Regions from separate parts of the Sus scrofa genome. Here region 1 is linked to region 2. Evidence: chromatin contacts called from public promoter capture Hi-C data. All regions are on one chromosome and are shown on one strand. Each heading gives the region's core, a stretch centred on a gene start, on an enhancer-like site or on the middle of the called end of the contact. The rest is flanking DNA. Distances are from core to core; before and after follow the strand shown.

Region 1 (6,781 bases), core at 2,275-4,774, 550 kb before region 2:
ACTGGCCTCCAGGGACCCGAAGCTCATGGGGCCGGGGTTTCTCTACAGCTGTAATGCCTGTGCCTTGACCGTAGCGACTGACTGCCAGTAAATATTTGTTGAAAGAATGGAGATCATGGAAGGTGGATTCATGCAGGAGGGAGTTCAAATCCGGCCTCCACCTCTCTGAGCCTCAGTTTCTTCCGGAACCTAAAGTTATGGAAGTACTACTCAGCCCAGTGTCCTCAGGGCGTCAGCTCAGTGTGGTGCTGGCCACATGATTCCGGGGAGAGGATTTTAGATGTGAGGTCCAAAGAGGAACTGAGCGTCCGGAGCTCCTAAGAGAAGGCTGAGCCGGCGATGGGTCTGGGAGTTAGAAAACCCAAGGTCTCCGAGGCCCCGGGGGTCCCTCACCCCAAAGAACACCCACATCTGAAGGGAGAGGGATAAAGAGGAGGGAAAGGAACCAGAGAAGGCAGAGCGGAAGCAACAGCTACAGAAGCGAAAGGAAAACCAAGGGATGTGCTGAAACAGAAGCCAAGAGACACCACATCCAGCGGTGTGGGCAGCGGCAGCCCCCCACCGCGGAGGCGGGCCATCTGACGCTGGTCTGCGACTGCGGAGGAGCATCAACTGGTGCTGGGCCCGGAGGCTGCGGGGCAGGTGGTGAGCAGAGCAGGCTGGACCGTCCAGAGGGGGACCGAGGCTGCCTGGTCCCTGCACACCTCGCACTCCTCCCCGGGCTCTCACCTCACTGCCTCCAGGGGCACGTCATCCTGAGCTGCCAGGGCCAGGCCAGGGGGCGCTCTAACCCCCAAGGGGATGCCCCTCACTTGCTGGCTCCCTTGGACCACATCTCCCAGCCCCAACGTCCTGCCCCAGCCCATCCTCTCAGAGCCCTGCCCAGCCTACCTCTCCGCACTCCAGCCGGAGCCCCTCCTCCTCCTCTTGCCACTTCACCCTCAGAGCTGCTGGTGATGGGACTTGGTCTGAGTCAGGCCCCGCCTCCTCCTCCTCCCTGCCAACCAATCACAGAGTGCCGTTCATTCCACCCTCCACCCGCCCAGAGGATGCGCAGGAGTTTGAAAGCAAAGCCGTGACCTTTCTCCCGAGGAAGGTGGGAGCCAGACAGTCAGCAGAGGAAAGAGCAAGTCTCCAGAAACGAGCTGCCCGCGACTCCCATGCTCTGCGGTCTCCGCAGGCCTTGAGTTCCCGGGCCAGAACTCTCCTCAAGAAGGACGCCCAGCCCATCCCGGTCCTCATCCTCCGTCCACCTGCGGAGCAGACAGCGTCCTGCCTCTCTGTAGGCGGCAGGTGAGGCGCACAGGAGTGGGAGGGGAGGCCACTGGACAGACGCAGAGAGACGGCTGAGAAGTGGAGGACAAGGAGCTGCCCTGGGGAACGACTGCCCCTCCCCTGGGCATCGGTCAGGGGCCATGGAGGTACCAGGGAGAGAATGAGCCCAGCCAAGGCAGTGGCAGCAGGGCCAGGCACAGGAAGCCCATTGTGACCACCACCCCCTGTCACACACACACACTTACCAGGGGCCCTGGTGGGTAGCTGGCGTGACACTGTTTGGCTCTGGCAGCAGTGTCTCTGAGAACCGGGCCAGCAGCTCAGCCTTCTCTAGGAGACGGTTATCTAGGGGTGCAAGGGGGCGAGCCTGGAGCACAGATAGACCCTTTCCAGCAGACTCCAGGTGTGCAAGCTGCCTCTGGCTGCGAGGGCTGCAGGAGCCCAGGGATCCCGAGGGGAGTTGGTGTAGCTCTGCCAGAATCTCCAGCCCTTGCACTCCCTCCTAAGAGCACAGCCCCCAGGCCCTCCCAGGAGAAGACCTGCTTCCCCCAGGACAGAGAAGCAGAGAAGGACCACCACGGCTGGGGAGGGAGATGGCAGAGCAGGGCCTGAGTGAGCGAAGGAGCTGGGGATGGATCCTGCCTCCCCCAGGGCCGGGCCTGGGCCCAGAGAGCAATGAGACAAACTGAGCTCCACCAGCCTGTGGCCTTCGGCAAGTTACTTCCCCTCCGGAGGCTCAGACTTTCCAGATCAAAAAAAAAATCCTGATTTCCCCAGGGCTGGTGTAACGTTCCCCACAGGCCAAAACAGCAAGTTCTCAAGTTTGGTAGTTTCTGCTACGAAGCCTGGAACACAACCCTCCACCCCCACTCGTGGGCACTTCCTCTTTCTCAGCCGGTTCCAGGTTAGGGCGGTGGATAAGCCCAGGCCTAGCTCCGCAGCTCCTCGCTCTCACTGGACTTGTTCTCACACAAAACCCCACCACAACCCCCACTCCTGCCCAGCAAATCCAAACGAGATGCTAGTCCGTCCAGTTTACTGGTGAGAAACCTGAGGCTTAGGGCTATGACCTGCCCCAAACCAGAGAAGACAGAACCAACTGGGAGTCTGTGTTCAGCCCTCCAGCATCTCTCCAATCCCACACATCTGCCACCCCAGGGGGTGAGGGTAACTGGAAGGTTCCACTGTCCCTCAGAGCCACGGAGAAGTGAGGCTGCCTAGAGGCATGGGGCTGGCCTCATCCCTGAAGGCGGAGGACTGATGGCCAGAAGGTTGCAAAGAAATCGCCCAGGACGAAGCAGCAGATTCAGTTGTGGGGGTTGGAGGAGACAGTTAAGTAGCAGCCAAGGTTAGGACCAGTGATGGAGCGGAAGGGACTGTGGTTAGACTTTCAACCCCTGACACAGAATCTCAGCCGACCAGAGGCACTGCACCCAGATGTACAGCTCTTCATCCCGACTTGAACTGCATACCCTTTCCTGACCAGCTTCCCAGAAACAGGTCTGAGAGTCTGACTTCCCCAGGCTCAGCCACGGCCCTCCAAAGCCTGGGGCCCCCTGCTTCTCCCTCAGGCCAGAGGTGGCTGGACAGAGAGATGCTCCAAAAACCTGAGCCTCTCAGTGGCAAAGCTTCGGACTCTGAACTTCCTCTCTAGAGTTTAGAAGTAACTGCTCTGGACAGTCCTGTGATCTTTCGCTGTGCTTATGGGGACCAGATGGACTGATCAGGCTCTACCCTGGAGACTGCCCAGGAAGGGGACGTCTAAGCGACCCTAACAAACCAACACTCGCTGACGAACCCGTTCCTAGGAAGCCCAGTTGTTGAGAGGCAGAGCCGGGCCCCCAGGCGCAAGGAAGAGCCAGAGCTCCATCCGGCAAAGGGCTCTAAGCAGACCCGGGTTCGTAACGGGCAAGAACACCGGCTAGTCGGAGATGGGGCGTAACAGGGGCTCTAGAAGGCTCAAGCTTCGGAGACGAAAAGATGATACGCCAGGGTCAAAGCCGAAGCAGCCAAACCCTCTCCCCGCGCCCCCGACGGTCATAGGGCCCCCCGGGCACCAGCACTCACAGGCTGGCACCAGCTCCAGGAAGAGGGCCTTCTGCGTGCGGTCCCGGAGTCGAAGCTGCCGCACGATGTGGCGTTTCCAGCAGGCGACAGGGGCGCCGGGGTCGCTGGGCCCCGCCATGGCCGCCCGCTGCCGCCCGCCCCGCGCGCTGCTCTCGCAGAGGTGGGCGCGGCCGGGCGGGGCGGGGCCCGGCGGGGACTCCGTGACGTCACGCGGCTGGCGGGGAATCCCCGGGTTGTACCAAAAGCGTTTTGGGGGGAGAACGGAAGGAAAACGTGGGAGAAGCCGCCCCCAGGGTCTAGACCCTCGGACCCCACCAAAGTCGCACCTGAGTGGGGACTCCTGTAAGCTTTCGGGGGCGGTGAGAGGGGACGAGGTCGGAGCCTCCGGGCGGCTCCCCCTCTCCTGTTGGCACGCTCCGCAGGCGCCGCCTCCGAGGCCTCCGTGTTTTAACCCCAAGGCGCCCACACCGAACGCTAAGGTAACAGACGCTCTGGACCAGGCGGCGCTTGAAACTGGGTGCAGCCCCCTCCCCCCACTCCCGGACTCTGCCCTCGAGACCTGTGAGGGGAGGCGACACCGACACAAGGCAGGCAATATGTGACAGCGAGATGAGAAACCACGGAAAAAGAAGGACTGAAGAAAGGAGGCCCTGCTTCTCGGAGGTGATGGCCTCGAGTCAGGTGGTGAGGGATGCAGTAGGAATTGGCCAGGAGGAGAAAGAAGCAAAATCCAGGCAGTGGAGAGAACAAGTGCAGAGGTTCAAGGGCATAAAACGTTCCAGCAGATTCGGGCCTGGAAGGACGGGAGAAAGAACCGTCCTTGTGTGGAGCAAGGCTTAAGGGTCCAGTTCATGCAGAAACTTCAGGCCCCTGAGAGTAAAGGCATGCAGCTGATTTCATCTAAGAAGCCCCTGGCTCAGAGTGGGGAAGAGGCTTGCTTGAGACTGCACGGGAGAGGATGGCTGAGCTGGCCACCAACGCAGTATCCTGACCGAGTTCTGCTGATCGTTCTGTACCCTGTTGGGCAGCCCCTGGAGCAGCAGCAGCATCTCTTGCAGGTGCACTTGACAGTGAATCATGAGTTTGCAGGGAACTGTCCAGAGCTCTGCAGACAGGCTGGTGTGACGAATGAAAGGAGGGACTCACTGAGGCCATGCAGGCCATGGAGGTGACAGGTCTGTTGAAATGTGGAGAGGGCGGGCTACAGGTCTTGAAAAGCTATCAATGCCAGTGACACCACAGGAGAGGGTACTCTGCTCTGCTTTGAAACCACAGTGAATTGGGCTTTGTCCCCCTGTGCCATTGTCTTTGACCCTCATTTCCTTTGGTCGCCCTACGCCTGCTGTTTGGAACACCTTTCCCTCTAGTGGGCCTGGCTTCTACTCATGGGTCACTTCCTCCAGGAAAACTTTGCTGCACCTGTACAGAGTTAAACCTGCGATCTTAGCCCCAGCCCCAGCCTGGCCTGTCTATTCAGGGAGTGGGTAGTGGGTGTTAACATTAACTAGTGTACCGAAGAGAAGCAAATGGTACCCATGGAGGCTCAGGGCCAGGGCAGATGTGGCTCAGATCCCGCGTTGCTGTGGCTGTGGTGTAGGCCGGCAGCTGCAGCTCTGATTCGAGCCCTAGCCTGGGAACCTCCATGTGCCACAGGTGCGGCCCTAAAAAGAAAAAGAAAAAAAAAATCTTTGAATTGGGAGAAATCTTCATGACTATGATTTCATGAATATGATACCAAAAGCACAAGCAACAAAGGGGAAAAAAAGCTTTTGTGCATCAAAGGAGATGGTCGAGGCGCTCCCGCTGTGGCTCCTTGGAAATAAATCCCACTAGAATCCATGAGGATGCAGGTTTATCGGCCTCGCTCAGTGGGTCGAGGATCCAGCGTTGCCGTGAGCTGTGGGGTAGGTTGCGGATGAGGTGCGGATCTGGCGTTGCTGTGGCTGTTTCGTAGGCCAGCGGCTACAGCTCAGATTCGATCCCTACGCTGGGAACCTCCATATGCCACAGGTGCAACCCTAAAAGGATTTTAAAAAAAAGAAAAAAAGACGATCAAGAAAGTGAGGAGTTCCCGTTGTGGCTCAGTGGTTAACGAATCCCACTAGGAACCGTGAGGTTGCAGGTTCGATCCCTGCCCTCACTCAGTGGGTTAAGGATCCCGCGTTGCCGTGAGCTGTGGTGTAGGTCACAGACACGGCTCAGATCTGGCATTGCTGTGGCTCTGGCGTGGACAGGCAGCCACAGCTCCGATTAGACCCCTAGCCTGGGAACCTCCATGTGCCGCGGGAGTGGCCCTAGAAAAGGCAAAAAGACAAAGAAAGAAAGAGAGAAGACATCTATAGAATAGGAGAAAATATTTGCAGGTATATATCTGATAAGGGTCCACTGTCCAGAGTATGTAAAGAACTCCTAAAGCTCAACAACAACAAAACTAATTCAACAGTTCAAAAAATGAGCAAAGGATTTGAACAGACATTTCTCCAAAGATAGACAAAAGGCCAATAAACACATGAAAAGGTGCTCAGTGTTATTACTCATTATTACTCATTAAAGAAATGCAAATCAAAACTATGAGAAACCACCTTTTGCCTAGGAGAATGGCTAAATTTCTTTTTTTTTTTTTTTTTTTTTTTTTTGTATTTTTGCCTCTTCTAGGGCTGCACCTGCGGCATAAGGAGGTTCCCAGGCTAGGGGTCCAATCAGAGCTGCAGCTGCCAGCTACACCACAGCCACAGCAATGCGGGATCCGAGCCACGTCTGTGACCTACACCACAGCTCACCGCAATGCTGGATCCCCAACCCATTAAGCAAGGCCAGGGATCGAACCCACAACCTCATGGTTCCTAGTCAGATTCGTTAGTCACTGAGCCACAACGGGAACTCCTAGAATAGCTATAATTTAAAACACTGTTTTAATGGAAAATAACAAACACTGGCAAGGATGCGAAGAAATTGGAAACATAGGGCACTGCTGGTGGGAATATATATAAATGTGTGTGTGTGTGTGTGTGTTATACATACATTCTTTTGCACTATTCTTTTCCATTATGGGTTACCACAGGATATCGAATAGAGTTCCCAGTGCTATATGGGAGGACCTTGTTGTTATCCATTCTATATACAATAGTTTGCATCTGCTAACCCCAAGCTCCCACTCCATCCCTCCACCCCCTTCCCCCTTGGCAACCACAAATCTGTTCTCTATGCCTGTGAATCCATTTCTGTTCATAGATAAATCCATTTACATCATAGTTTAGATTCCACATATAAGTGATATCACATGGTATTGTCTCTGTCTTTCTGACTTACTTCACCCTAGTGTGATAATCTATAGGTCCGTCCATGTTGCTGCAATATTTTTCATTCTTTTTTGTGGCTGAGTAGTATTCTATTCTATTCTATGTATCGCATCTTCATTATCCATTCATCTGGATATTTA
Region 2 (6,051 bases), core at 1,083-3,582:
TGGCACCAACAGCTGAGCAGGTGACAGCTGAGCCCGGCCTGGGTGGTACCGGCTGCACCCTGTGCGGGTGGAGGATCCTTGTGCAGCCGCACCTCAGGGCAGGCGTGCTCCACGGTGCCCTGGGCCCGTGTGTGCTGGCAGGGGGCAGTACTGGCACCAGAGGGCCCAGATGCCACTCTGAGATGCCCAGAGTCCTCTCCCCTCAGGTAAGCCCCGCTCAGAGGCTCTCCTGACGCCAAATGGGCACAAGCTGTGTGGGCGTCTGTGTGTGACTATGTGTGTTGGTTTGTGGACTGTGGGTCTGTGTTTCCAACAGTAACAGCAGCCCATTAACTGAGCTGTCTCTGTGACAAGCCAAGTACTCAGCATCCTACAGATGGGATCTCATTTAATCCTTACGTGTTAAGGCAGAGGTTATTATTATTCCCATTCTCCAGAAGAAAAAACTGAGGCTCAGAGATGAAAAGATATTTGCTTAAGATCACAGAGCAAGTTAAAGGCAGAGCTGGGATTCAAGGTCGGGACAGAGGCCGGGGCCTGAATCCTGGCCTGCTGCTTGGCCTGTCGGTGCCTGCTGGGACAGGGCTGTTCCTGAAGGTTCTCTGTACATGTGGGTGTTACATACAGGTAAGCAAGTTTGGTTCTGATCACCCACCCCAGGCTCCTGCGATGCGAGGCGTAACCGGACTCAGCAAGGAAAGCCAAAGCCCAAAAGGACAGACCCCACCCCACCCATCCCCTCTCCGGGCAGCGGAGCCAAGATCTTCCCCTCCTGGGACAATAATGCTGCTCATCCCGACACAGGCCCAGCTGTCCCCTCCCACTCAACAGCTGACCCAGCACCTGCCTCCCCCCCCCAATTAGGGGGTGTGCCACGGGGCGGCTGGGATGCAGGACTCTGGATATTCATCTGCCTAATAAGCTGTCCCTGTTCGGTCTTCCCTGTTGGGCCTCAGACATGGGACATAAGCTGAGACTCAGGGGACTCCTTCTTCTTCAGGTCCACCGCCCAGGCCAGGGTTTCTCAACCTCAGCCCCACTGACACTTTGGAGCACGTGATCCTTTGTCGTGAGGGGCTGTCCTGTGTGTGATCGGAGGTTTAGCAGCGCTCCTGGCTTCTACCCAAGAGAAGCCAGCAGCACAGTCCCAGGTGTGACAACCCAAAGTGTCTCCAGACGTGACCAGATATCCTCTGAGGAGGAAACTCAACCCCAAGTGAGAACCGCTGGCCCAGGCCAGGGCACCCCCAAAGATGTGAGAACAGAGGGGGAAAGGCCACAGGAGTGGGGACTTGGGAAGGCTCACCGGCCTAAGAAGAACCATAACTGGATCTAAACAAAGCAGCCCCACAGCTTCCCACTCACCTGCTTCCACTCCGGAGCCTACCCGAGCCCTCCCAGTGCCACATCTCGAGGCCCAAGAGGGCAGCTCAGGCAGAACAGTCCAAAACTGAAAATGCACAAACTCACCCAGCACCGCTGCCGCACAAACACAAAACCAGGCCCACTCAGAGAGCGGGCCAAGCCTAGCCCCTCGCTGGGCACCCATAGCTCAGGGACAGGGCAGCGGATCCCAGAGCCAGCCCCGGGCACACTCACTCACTGATTCATAAAACAGTGACTCCGCAGACACAGCTCCCCCCCTTCTTGTCAACACCACCCTGCCCCCCAGCCCCAGATGAGACAGCCAAGCAAGCCCAGCCTCAGTCCTGCGGGCACAGAAAGGCCCCCTAAGGAAGCTGCTGGGCAACTCCACACCCCCGGGGTTCATGGGGCCCTGACTGCCACTCAGACGTCCAACCCCTATACAAAGTAAAGTGCACAGAACCGTGGAAAGCACATCGGCACCAGTGCCTGGAGGGCGGCTGAGGGGGTCGTCCAGAGACTCCCTGCATTTGCCCCAGAACGGCCACCCTGAGCAGCGGGACCCCCCATGCCGGCCCTCCGTGCCCCAGCAAGTGCGCTCAGACACACAGCAGGAAGGAAGCGATCCCTGCATCCTTCCTCGGGCCCAGCAGAAGGCCAGGCCCCCGCTCTGGAGGGTGCTGGCGGCCCACGGTCCCGGGCCCGCCCCACACCACCCCACGAAGCCCAGGCCGTGCCCGCGCCCGCCCGCCCGCCGGCGGCCCCACTCACAGGACGCAGAGCGCGAAGGCTCCTGCCACGCTCTCGCTGTCTCGGACCAGGAAGCTGCCATCGCGGCCTGCCCGGGCCAGCAGCTCCTCGGCGGCGGCCCGGCTCAGGTCGCGGTGGTACCAGGCGGGGGCCGGGCTGCCCAGCGCGGCCCCCGGGCCCGCTCCCCCGGGCCCGGCGCCCCGCACGCGGAGGCCATGGCCCGCGCAGGGCTCAGCGCCGCCCGCGCCCGCCGCCCCGCGCCATTCGCCCCAGGACGCTCGGGGCCGAGGCTGGGGCCGGGCCCGGGGCCCGGGCCTGAGGATCCGCTGGCGGGATCGAGCCGGGGATCGCGGCTCCGCGCTCCGCCGCGCTGGACGCCGGGTTTGCCGCGCAGCCGCCGCCGCCGCCGCCGCCAGCAGCGCCGGCCTCAACTTGAAGAGAAAGAAAAGTTTGTTCAGAGGCGGCGGGGGAGGGGCAGGCGTGCAGCGCGGGGCCCGGCGGCCCGCCCCCGCCCCCGCCGCTCGGCCCGCCCCTGCCCCCACCCCCCGAGGAGTCGCCCTCCGCACGCCCGCGGGACCCCCTAAGCCCCAGGGCAAGCCAGCCTCCCGCACCCCACAACGATCCTGCCCCGCCGTCATCACCCGGAGGAGATCCGGCCCCTCACACCGCCCCCACCCCATCGAAGCCCCAGTCCCCCATCCTGCGCCCTGACACTTCGGGATCCCGACCCCATCCTCCTCCCTTCAATAGTCGCAAAGATACGACCCCCAACTCTCATAAACGTCTGATTTCACCCAAAGCCTTTCCATTCGTCCCCTCCCCCCCAGACTCGTAGGGTCGAGTTACCAAAATCCGCAAAGTATCTCATGATGAACCTCCTCCCGTTCCTCTCCCCATCACCCCCAACTCCGGGGAAATCCGGCCCCCTTCTTAGACCTGAACCTCCAAACCACACTGGGTCCAAATCCCGCGAGGGGATCCCCCACGAACCCCCAGACGGGGTCCAGTGTCCGAATCCCCATGCACCCTCCCGGCAGCCCCTCTCAGTCCGGCCAGGGCCCTTCCCCCTCTCGGCCAAGTTCCCTGGCACCATCCCCCATCCCCGCAGGCCCCGGCCTTGAGGGGTTCAGCACTCCGAGACCAGGCTTCCCCTGGCCCATCTAGAAGAAAGTTCCCTCAACGCCCCGGGCTCCCGACCTCTCCCCAGAGCCGCGGCCGCCCAGCCCGGACCCCCACCTCCTGCGCTGTACCGCTGCCCCCTTCCCCAGGGAAGCGGCCCTGGACTCTCCGCGGCCACTTAAGATGGCCATCCTCCGCCGCCGCACCCCCCTCGCCTTCCGCCCCGCCCGCCGCTCCGCCCCCGCCGCTCTCCGCGGAGCTGGGGGCAGCACCCGCGCCCCGCCTTGCTGGGCCCCGCGCCTAGATCCCAGAGCCGCGGATCGGCCCATTGACCTCGGCTAAGTCTCGGCGCCTCCGGGAGCGTCGCCTTCCCGCTCCGTAAAATGGGGGTAACGTTATGAGGGCAGACTCCTTGGGACTGTGCTTGTAAAGCTCTCGGCACGCGGCCTGGCATCCAGCGGGCGCTCTCAAACGGCGGCTATTTTTATTATTAATTAAGGAGCAACGAAGGTGACAGCTGTGTAAACTGTAAAGCGCTGCAGCAGAACCGACGGGTATTATTAGCACTCGCCCCCGCCCCAGCTACTCGCTCCAAGTCAACAAACTTGAGCCTTTGTGGGCGGGACGCGGAGCCGGGAGCGCCCAGGACCGGTTTCGCTCCGACACCCCGGGGCCACTTCCCCTCCCACCCCGGGCCGCCCGGAAAGGGGGCGGGGCTCTTAGCGGGGCCTGGCCCGCCCCTTCCCCAAAAAAGACCTAGCCGGTGGCGGCGTCTCCTGGGAGTCCGCTTCCTGCCCCGCCTCCCCGCCCCCTGGCTCCTTAAAGGCGCAGGCCGCCAGCCTCGCTGCCACCGCTGCCAACGCCTAGGCCGCGGTCGGAGGATCCCCTTTAACCCGGGAGAGAACTTTCACTGCCGAGTTGAACCTGTGTCAAATATGCATTGGCTTCACGCAGCTGAAGCGAAGCCAGGGCTGTGGAGCGGGCGTGTCGGTGGGGCCTTCCAGACTAGATAGATGTATTGACAGAATGAAACAGTGTCTCAAAGCCCTCCCGGCACCCAGCATTCGTCCTCCAGGCTGTGCCCGACTCCCCCGTCGGTCGCCTCTTGGTGTAAGAGTAGCTCCCTGATGCGGCGAGAGAGACCGGGTCTGCAAGCCTTCACTCAGTTCTCATCCTAGCTTCATCACCACCTGCCCGGCGTTCTCACACAGGTACCTGCCCCTCGCTTCTGCGGTTGGGATGTGAAGACAGTGATCTCCCCAGGGGCAAAGGGGAAATGGGAGCCCAGAAATAAACTCAGGCCCAGCCGTGGGGGCTGTGCAAGGACAGAACAGTCCTCCGAGAGTTGCATAGCTACCAACCCTAGAGGGAACCAAGGTACCCGAGAACCTCGTGCCCCTGGGAAGCCCCTAAGAGTTTCTACCCCTCGTCCAGCTGCCTCCAGGACACAGCAGGGCAGGACCAGTGCAAGGCTCTCGAGTGTTGCCTCCCCGAGAACCTCATAGACTGCCCTCCCCAATTGGCTCTCTTCCTGCAAGCCCCCAAGCTGCTCCTTCCAGCCACATCATGTATTAATTTATTTTCACCTTCCCCTGGGAATCCTAAGCCTTCCCTGCGATCTCAGAGAGGCATCAGTGAGTGATGCTTTGGAGCGAGATCTTAATTTTCTGCTCAGGAATTGAACCTGGGCAGCCTGGTTGAAAACCAGGAATCCTAGCCGCTAGACCAACTAGAGGCTAGAAGCAGAATTGCCCTGATTCGTGCCCCTGTTGGAAGCAAGAATGTTTCAAAGAGGCAGAGACTGTGAAAACAGGTAGGAAGATTACTGTAGAGTCACAGTAGGTGTGGGAGCGCGCACAGAGAAGTGGTTTATCTCAGCAGGAAGGGAAGGGGTAACGCACACCCCAAGGAGGAGCACAGCTGTGGGCTCCCCCAGTGAGGCGCGCACCAGAGGGGATTTACATCACTTATATGGGACGATTCCTCTGGATCCTTGTTTTCCTTTGGCCAATGGCCTTGGGGTACTTCTCACACCTTTCTGGACACAGGACCCGCCCCCATATGCCTGCGCATCTTTTGGCAAAGATGGATTCCAGAGCAAGGGGTTTTGGGACAGAAACAAGACTTCTTATGGTCCGGCACCCCCTCCCTTTTTGACCCCTAGACGTCTTCCTGCACATGTGTGATTGGGGAGCTCTCTTTGAGCTCTCCCCCAGGCGGGACTAAAGTGGTCCTTATCTTTCTGCTCCCGTAGAGCTCGGCTCCTGCCGTGAACTTGTCCCTTGACACGTCGAAGAGAAACAAGGCCCAACTGCCTCGGCCTAACAAGCCCCAGCTGTTCTCAGCCCAGGGGCCCATCTCCCTTCTGCCTGACCTGGACTCCCATTCCCAGCTTTGCCGAGGCAGCAGAGCTGAGCACAGAGCCAGGCAGATGAAGCCTGGGGGAAGGAGGGCTCGTTGATAGGACCCAACATAAGCGTGAAGTCCTGGACCTGGCTCTCCTCTTGGGGGCGAAAAGGGCAGCAGGATCTCTGAAAGCTATTCATGTGCAGGTGCTGAACGCACAGGCTCTCTGGGCAACATGTCACAAGCACGAGAGAAGGAAGGGTTGCTATCTTCATTTTATTGAGGAGGAGCCTGTGGTTTAGAGCCGTCGCGCAACTGCTTCACTTGACATAGTGAGTGGCAGAGCTGGGATTCAAACCCAGGTCTCATTTCTCTAAGCTGAAGGAATCCAAAAGCTATGGGCTCTGTCCTCTGCCACACACCAGCTCACAACCAAAACAGCCCATCAGACACAGTGCTGTTGATCTGCCT

What was found. Promoter capture Hi-C pulls out the DNA fragments that hold promoters and counts their contacts.
Region 1: a promoter capture Hi-C map of liver shows a contact between it and region 2, with 3 times the contacts expected there. The contact joins the promoter of ATG16L2 here to the promoter of INPPL1 in region 2. A contact is called at or near these places in 1 of 5 promoter capture datasets (liver) and 1 of 47 Hi-C or Micro-C datasets (liver).

What each region holds. Positions count from the first base shown.
Region 1 is chr9:7,343,716-7,350,496 of Sscrofa11.1, reverse strand. It overlaps ATG16L2 (autophagy-related protein 16-2), which reads right to left and starts at 3,524. Exons shown (of 17, transcript XM_013977351.2): 1 at 3,343-3,524; 2 at 1,521-1,620; 3 at 892-997. The coding sequence starts at 3,460. It also overlaps a transcript of STARD10 not described here.
Region 2 is chr9:6,790,252-6,796,302 of Sscrofa11.1, reverse strand. INPPL1 (inositol polyphosphate phosphatase like 1) reads right to left here and starts at 2,332. Exons shown (of 32, transcript NM_001190279.1): 1 at 2,301-2,332; 2 at 2,137-2,298. The coding sequence starts at 2,332. FOLR2 (folate receptor 2 (fetal)) reads right to left here. Exons shown (of 5, transcript NM_213853.1): 5 at 5,850-6,051.